Regions from separate parts of the Ovis aries genome. Here region 2 is linked to region 1. Evidence: chromatin contacts called from public Hi-C data. All regions are on one chromosome and are shown on one strand. The core of a region is the stretch at or near the end of the contact, and the rest is flanking DNA. Distances in the headings are between cores, read along the strand shown. Region 1 has its middle 67 kb from the start of DLG1. Region 2 has its middle 91 kb from the start of BDH1.

Region 1 (3,941 bases), core at 877-3,376:
ATCAAACAATAGGTAGAAGACCTAAATAGACATTTCTCCAAAAAAGACAAATGGCCAACAGGCACATGAAAAAATGTTCAACATTGCTAATTATTAGAGAAATGCAAATCAAAACTACAATGAGATATCACCTTACTTTGGTCAGAATGGCCATCATCAAAAAGTCTACAAATATTGAATTCTGAAGAGGGTATGGAAAAAAGGGAACCCTGCTATACTATTGCTGTAAATTGGTGTGGTCACGGTGGAGAACAGTATAGAGGTATCTTAAAAAACTAAAAATAGAGTTACTCTATGATCAAGCAGTCTCACTACTGGGCATATTTCCAGAGGAAACTAATTTGAAAAGATGCACCCAGCTCAGTGTTCATAGCATCACTATTTACAACAGCCAAGACATGGAAGCAAACTAAAAGTTCATCAACAGATGAATGGATAAATAAGTTGTAATACAGACACACACACACACATATAAATACACACACACACATACACATGTATATATATCATAAAAAGAATGAAACAGTGCCATTTGGAGCAACATGGATGGATCTAGAGATTATTACATTAAGTGAAGTAAGACAGACAAAGACAAATATATGATATTGCTTACATGTGGAATCTGGTGGGGGGGGGGATAAAAACAAACTTCTTTACAAAACAGAAATAGACTCATAGCATAGAAAATAGACTATGGTTACTAAAGGGGGAAGTGGCAGGGAGGGATAAATTAGGAGTTTGAAATTATCATATACATACTACTAGATGTAAAACAGATAACAAGGATCTACTATACAGCACGGGAAACTATACTCAATACTCAGTGCTTTGTAATAATCTATAAGGGAAAAGAATCTTTAAAAGAAAAAAAAAATATATATATATGGGTGTGTGTTGTTGTTATTGTTCAGTCACTAAGTCATATCTGACTCTTCACAGCCCCAAGGACTGTAGCCTGCCAGGCTCCTCCTCCATGGGATTTCCCAAGCAAAAATACTGGAGTGGGTTGCTAGTTCCTTCTCCAGGGGATCTTCCCAACCCAGGGATTGAACCTACCTCTTTTGCATTGGCAGGAGGATTCTTTATCACTGAGCCACCAGGTAAGACCATATGTGTGTGTGTGTGTGTGTGTGTGCGCGCGCGCACATATGTGTGCATATACATGTATGTATACATGCATGTATGTGTGTGTATATGAAACTGAATCACTGTGCTATACCTGAAACTAACACATTGTAAATCAACTATACTCTAATAAAAACAAAAGCATCCTGGGCTTGTGACCAGGGAAGTGAACTATTTCCTTCAGGGTTAGAAATATCCTCCACACCTAGGTTAGGAGTAGGGTGAGGCAAGTGAAGCACCAAGGATGTACAATTTAAAGAGATGCTCATTGTCAAGGCCATGTAAGTGCAGGGTAGGCGCCTGAAAGTACCTCCTTCCATGTGTTTCCCAGGTGCTACCCTACCTCATCTAGACCTGCTCCACCTCCTGTCCAGGTAAGCTCCTTCCCTAGTCCGATTTGAAGAGGTTATCCAGGCCGTAAGTCTCTCCCCTTCAGAAGGCACAGGACAATTGCAGATGAAAATGTCATGGGGCCAAGAGACCTCTGGGGAATGGGCTGGGGAAGATAGTGAGCAGAAAACCAAAGAATGAACAGACTAAATCATTACCTAAAGACTTTGCCAGTTTCTGGGATGAGAATGACCCGACATGACCACTGGCTGCAAGATACAGCTTAGTCATTTCCACCAGGCCTCTGAAGCCAGGACATTTTGGTTTAACTCACTATGGGGGAGGGTGGACAAGACCAGGATTCTTCAGAAAGGGATTCAAGTTGCACAAACCAAAGTATGTTCATGTTCTGTTCCAGTCACAGAGACAAAGTGGGTGTGCCTGCCTCCAGCAGTGTGTGGGAGAGTTCCAGGGAACCTGCCTGGCTCTTGGTTGCTCATCATTTGTCTCACCCAGAAATCCGTCCCTGTGGCAATGAATCAGAAATCGGCACCATGGAAGGCAGACTTCTGAGGAGCATTTGGAACTAATTAGTTGGTTAGTGTGAGCTCAGGGCTCTAGTGAATGGCCCAGTACTGTGTGAAACCTCGGGCTTTACACCCTGGGACAAATGCCTTCTTTGTCAGTAATAAGTGACCTTTGTTTCCCTCTGCCCTGCCCCCTCCACCTCCCTGCCTCATCCTGGCCTCAGCCCAGATCCCGGGTGACCCAGAAGGAAACCTGACCTGGCCTTGACGATGGAGTTGGGCACCCTGAGCCTCCGTACGGGGGGATGGGTGTCATTCTGTGTTTTAACTCGAAGCTGTTCTTACAGTGGGTAGGGACAAGGGCCCTGGGCTTTAGGAGCAGAGCTGTGTTCTGACCCATGCTCAGTTATGTCCTTTTTCTCAGTTTTGACAGTAGGGGAGAGATGTCAAAGTCAGCAGAGGCAGAGTAAGGAAACCAGAGACTGACCCCTCCCATCACACGGCTGACTCCTAATTGCCCCCCAGGGCCCCTACAGCAGTCTCTGATCCCAGGTCACTAACCTTCAATCCTGAACCAGTTTCCTTTAGAATGAGAGTTTGAAGTCTGACTTCCTTCTGATCTGCAGGCTCGGCCAGATCTGCCAGCAGAGGGGATCTGCCTGCCTTCAGGACTCTGGAGATGGTTAACATGCGAGGAGCCATTGAGGCTTCCTAATGGACTAGGCCACGTCTTTCTTTCTCAATCTTGATTTCTGCTGAAAGAAGCAGCATCAATGACCCATAAAACTTGAGAGCTTTTCCCTTTGCGAGGATCTATTAATCTCTTCCGATCGCCAGCAGCTAACCCATCTGCAACACACCTGGGCTTGATTTAATTAATGTGCAAAGCAAAAGATCATGAGGCAGGTAAAAATGTGTAATTGGCAATAGTATCTTAAGATTTTCTTTGTTGGTTCCCCACTCCTCCTCCTTCCAGGCAGTGGGAGGGCATGAGAAGGAGCCAAAGGCAAATAGAGTTTAATTCCATCTTGAGTAATTACTCCGGAAAGTCCTCTAAAAAATTGCTGGCTGTTTAATTCAGCAATTTGAACTCTCATTTGGGAACATCATCAAACTGTAAATGCTTTGATCCTTTTTATGCTTCTGTACATAAGGGAAACCAAGTACACCTAATTCCTATGCCATGTTGTCATAAGCATTAGAAACTCTTGGCACACGGCCACGGGTAGGATGCTCGAGAGGGGCTGGCTTTGTCAGAGAAGGAAATAGCTGGTTGCCTTGAAGTGAACATCATAAGAGAAGCCAAGAGGCTGGTGCTCTGTGAGGCCAGTGGCTCACGAGATGACACTGGACAGGACGTGCCCCCTCCTGACCACCACTTTCTAGTCTTAAAATAAGTGACAATGTCAGATGACTTCTAAATTTCGAAGTCCCCCCTCCCCCAGCCACCTAAGATCTGCCGTTCTTTGTTTCTAGGAAACACATTCGTTTCTCACACCACAAACCCAGAGGTGAGGAAGGTAAAGCAAGGGCAACTAGGTCCAGAAACTTGCTCTGCAGGCTTGATTATCAAAATGTTTAAGGAAAAGATAACCAGCTGTGGATTATGAGATTTCTTTGAACAGTGAAACACTTCGGATGTGGTGCAGAGCCTGTAGCCACAGAAGAGAAAAAAAATTAACTGGCCTCTGGGAGGGTTTGTGGGGTGCCTGTGACCTCAGCCTTAATCAGCATCTCATGCTTTCCTGCCTACAACACTAGAAAACCACATGGGTTTTAGGCGATTACTCAAACCAATGCCATTGCCTCCCATGCAATGCATGCTCTTCTTTTATGAAGGAAGGAAAGCAGAACTGGGGCAACAGGGGCAGAGATGTATTCATTCATACCTTCACTCAGGCATTTATTCAACAGATCCTGCTAAGTCACTTCAGTCGTGTCCAACTCTGTGCGACCCCA
Region 2 (3,941 bases), core at 658-3,157, 67 kb after region 1:
ACCACAGCATAGAGGTATTAGACTTGCTCTGTGAGTGAAAATTATAGGAAGAGAGATGTTGGCTTGAATAAGGTAACAGCTTTCTAAAAGTCAGAACTGTCAATGATCTAAATTAAATAACCTTGTGAAGCAGGCTGAGCAAAATATTATCACCCTAACAAAGAGACGAGGAAAAGGTCCAGCAAGCAAAAATGACTTGTCTGTGATCAACCAAGAGGAGCACATGAGATTGTGGATGCCCCAGTACAATGCCCACTTGCCCAGGCTGCTTTCATACCCAGCACTGAAACTTCAATAGATGCAGCAAAACAGGTGCAAACAGCCAGCAGGATGAAAGTCACAGAGAAGCTATCAGTGTCAAAATACGACAAACAACTCTGAATATCCTGTGGAGAAAAGGATCAGGCAAAGAGCAATGACTTCCAATGGACAAGTAGTGACTTCTGACAAGAAACAGTGATCTCTGTCAGGAGAGCAGGAATTTCAGACAGGAGAGCAGGGATTTTTTGACAGGAGAGCAATGATTTATGACAGGAAATCAAGGATTTCTGACAGAAAATGTTGACTTCTGACAGGATATTAGTGGATTTCTGACAAGAGAACAAGGATTTCTGAGGTGGTGATTCTTCTCAGAACAGTGATTTTTAAAAAGAAGAGGGGTGATTCCTGACACAGCAGTGATTTCTGACAGGAGACAGTGATTGCCGATGGGAGAACATGAATTTCTGATAGGACATTAATACCCATTACAGAGAAGAATAGTGATTTCTGACAGGTCTTTGACAGGAATGAGGATGAGGGCTTTTTTTTTTTCCCCAGGGAAGACAAAAAGGCAGCACAGAACAAACTGGAAAACAACAAGGACAAATCAAATTCCCTCTGGAAATAGCTGTTGGTCCTCAGTGTGAGGGCTTCCCTGGTGGTGCAGACAGCAATGAGTCTGCCTGCAATGCAAAAGACCTGGGTTTGATCTCTGGGTCAGGAAGATCCCCTGGAGGACAGAATGGCTACCCATTCCAGTATTCTTGCCTGAAAAATCCCATGGGCTGAGCAGCCTGGCAGGCTACACAGTCCATTGGGTCACAAAGAGACGAGACTGAGCGAACACTTCCTGAGGATGGATGGAGGGAGGTTCATCAGTAATAAGAACAAGCTGGATATGGGCAGGCTCAAATTGGTCAAGATCTTGGGTTCAGCATCTCATTTGGTGGATGGGAGACTGAGTAGGCTGGAGGCAGAGTGTATGGGAGACTTACATCACAGTTGTGAGCATAAAGAAGTGGGAAATGCATTCCCATCAAGGGACCCAGAGAAAGTGAGGGAAATCTGAGAATCTTCAAACCCCACCCCCCACCCCCAAAGCAGTAATAACAAAGCCTTGGTTCTGACTCAGGAAATTCTAGTGAAAGCTTTTGGCCCGTTAATTAATTACAGATTCTTGGCAAAGTGGGTAGGATCGGAAAGAAATGATCTCTGTAAAGCTGTAGCCCTATAGCTATTCAGGAACCAGATTCTAACTTGGTGAAAAGTCAGTCTTGTGGTAGAGAGGAACAGGAATGAAAGGATGTGGAGGTATGCGCCTCTGACAGAACCACCCCACTCAGATGGGAGAGTGTCCTGCGCCGCTGCACACCAAGCATGCGCCTGAGAGCTTCCACGCCGTTAGGTGGGAGGGGGTGCAGGGGGAGGGCGGGCGAGGGCGCAACCTGGCTTGGGTCACTAACAGGAGCCTTTTCCCGGAGGTGGTGAGGTTTCCTCAGAGGAAAAGCCCAGCAGTGCACTGCGAAGAAGGATATGTCTCAGAGGGGAAGGAACGCTTTTGCTTTTTTTTTTTTTCCCCTCAGACTGAGCTCTCATTGACCCCAGCTCCAAGCACAGCGTCCACCACGTGACTGGATTCCTGAAGGCTCGTAGCGCTAGGAGAATTCTAATTGTGCAGATCCCCAGAACAGCTGCAGCATCCCGAGCCAGGAGCGCCAGACTGGTACTTCCGACCGGATGCGGGGCTCAGCATAGCTCTTAAGACTCAGCCCTACGGGCCTGAGGCAGGGACCTCCCCCACCCCCACCCAACTTTTGCTCTCCACTGGGTCCCTTTCCTCCTAGAGATGCAGGGAGCAAGGTTTTCTTTTCAGCTGCTACCGCCTCTCCTCCCTCTAGGGATTCCTTTCAATCCCACGTTTGATTTGGAGGAGGAGGAATTCCCCAGCTTTCCCGCCCGCCCGCCACCCCTTGATGCCCCTAATTGGCCTTCCTGGTTGCTGCAGATGTCAACTGGGAATTAGGATGGTCATTATAAAATTACAGATAAGATTTTTTTTTTTTTTTGGTCTCAAATTTGCATTTCTGAAGATGCAGTGATTTTTCTCAGGAGATAGTAGTTTGCTGGCCCTGCCTCACTTTGACAACTGCCCTAACAGACCTTCCCCAGACAAAGACCTTTCTTGCAAGCCTGCCTGTGGAGGCAGGTGAAATCTATGTCCTTAGTAGGGATTCTTATTCCTTCATTGCCTGGGTCAGTGCTCATCCACAATTTCCCAAGGAGAGGAGTGGGAACCAGCAGGCTCTTCAGAGTCTCCAAATCAGTCCCCTTCTGTGAAGACTCGAAAAAGTCTTTCTAGCTGAATGACTTTAGGCACGTTGCTTAAGCTAGTTACCTCATCTGTAAAACAGGGATAAGAATGTTTACTTCACAAGATGGTTGAGGTGATTAAATGAGATTGTGCACGTGTGTGTGTGTGTGTGTGTGTGGTGTCTGGCACCCAGTAGGTTTTGTAAATTTGGTCCCTTTCTGACTGGGGTAAGCAGGGCCACAGGAGGAAGCATCGTGTAGTTTGGCCTAGTCTGAAGGGACCCGGCTGGGCAGATGAGCCAAGGCTGAGATACCCTGGGTCCTTTACTCTCAGTGTCAGGTATTCTGGCTGGGGCTTTTCTGCATGAAGACAGTGTCTCTCCTGCACAAAGGAACTTAGGCAAGCAGCAGCCCCTGGGTGTCTATGCTGGCACCCAGCCCACCCTGCTGGAGAAAGAGAGAATGGCACTTGTAAGGCTAGCCTTTATTATCACCCCCTGCCTCACAGTTAGACCAGGTTCCCCTCTTCTGCTTGTCATGGGAGGCCTTGGCCAGGTGGAGAGCAGCTGCCAGTACGATGAGCTCCTGGTCTCCCTTTAGAGGGGTCTCCTTAAGTGTTGTGGGGAGTGGGGGCAGACTGCTTGCACTGGGGCTCTTAAAAAGCACTCCTCCTCCCAGCAGGCTTCTCATGGGGGTGATTTGCAGGGTCTCAAACTCAGAACCATTACTTTTATATCCCAGGGCCCCCAAAGAGACTCTCTTTACCCAAACAGGTCCCCTTCCTTTTCCCCAACAGTTCAGTTCAGTCGCTCAGTCATGTCCGACTCTTTGCAACCCCATGAATTGCAGCACGCCAGGCCTCTCTGTCCATCACCAACTCCTGGAGTTCACTCAGACTCACGTCCATTGAGTCGGTGATGCCATCCAGCCATCTCATCCTCTGTCGTCCCCTTCTCCTCTTGCCCTCAATCTTTCCCAGCATCAGGACCTTTTCAAATAAGTCAGCTCTTCACATCAGGTGGCCAAAGTATTGGAGTTTCAGCTTCAACAGCAGTCCTTCCAATGAGCACCCAGGACTGATATCCTTTAGGATGGACTGGTTGGATCTCCTTGCAGTCTAAGGGACTCTCAAGAGTCTTTTCCAACACCACAGTTCAAAAGCATCAATTCTTCAGTGCTCAGATTTCTTCACAGTCCAACTCTCACATCCATACATGACCACTGGAAAAACCATAGCCTTGACTAGACAGACCTTTGTTGGCAAAGTAATGTCTTTGCTTTTGAATATGCTATCTAGGTTGGTCATAACTTTCCTTCCAAGGAGTAAGCGTCTTTTAATTTCATGGCTGCAGTCACCATCCACAGTGATT

The links. A called contact is a pair of places that touch in the nucleus more often than the background predicts.
Region 2: a contact with region 1 is called in a Hi-C map of hypothalamus, with 3 times the contacts expected there. The contact joins two enhancer-like sites. A contact is called at or near these places in 3 of 16 Hi-C or Micro-C datasets (hypothalamus, skin fibroblasts and tail adipose tissue).

Annotation. Positions count from the first base shown.
Region 1 is chr1:192,660,770-192,664,710 of ARS-UI_Ramb_v3.0, forward strand. No RefSeq gene overlaps it. Among named protein-coding and RNA genes, the nearest start is that of DLG1, 67 kb to the left of the region's middle. Within about 2 kb of position 2,127, at least 23 of the 54 cell types and tissues checked have an H3K27ac peak or open chromatin away from gene starts, as enhancers often do. A contact at or near this core is called in hypothalamus, where this site is marked.
Region 2 is chr1:192,728,329-192,732,269 of ARS-UI_Ramb_v3.0, forward strand. No RefSeq gene overlaps it. Among named protein-coding and RNA genes, the nearest start is that of BDH1, 91 kb to the right of the region's middle. Within about 2 kb of position 1,908, at least 17 of the 54 cell types and tissues checked have an H3K27ac peak or open chromatin away from gene starts, as enhancers often do. A contact at or near this core is called in hypothalamus, where this site is marked.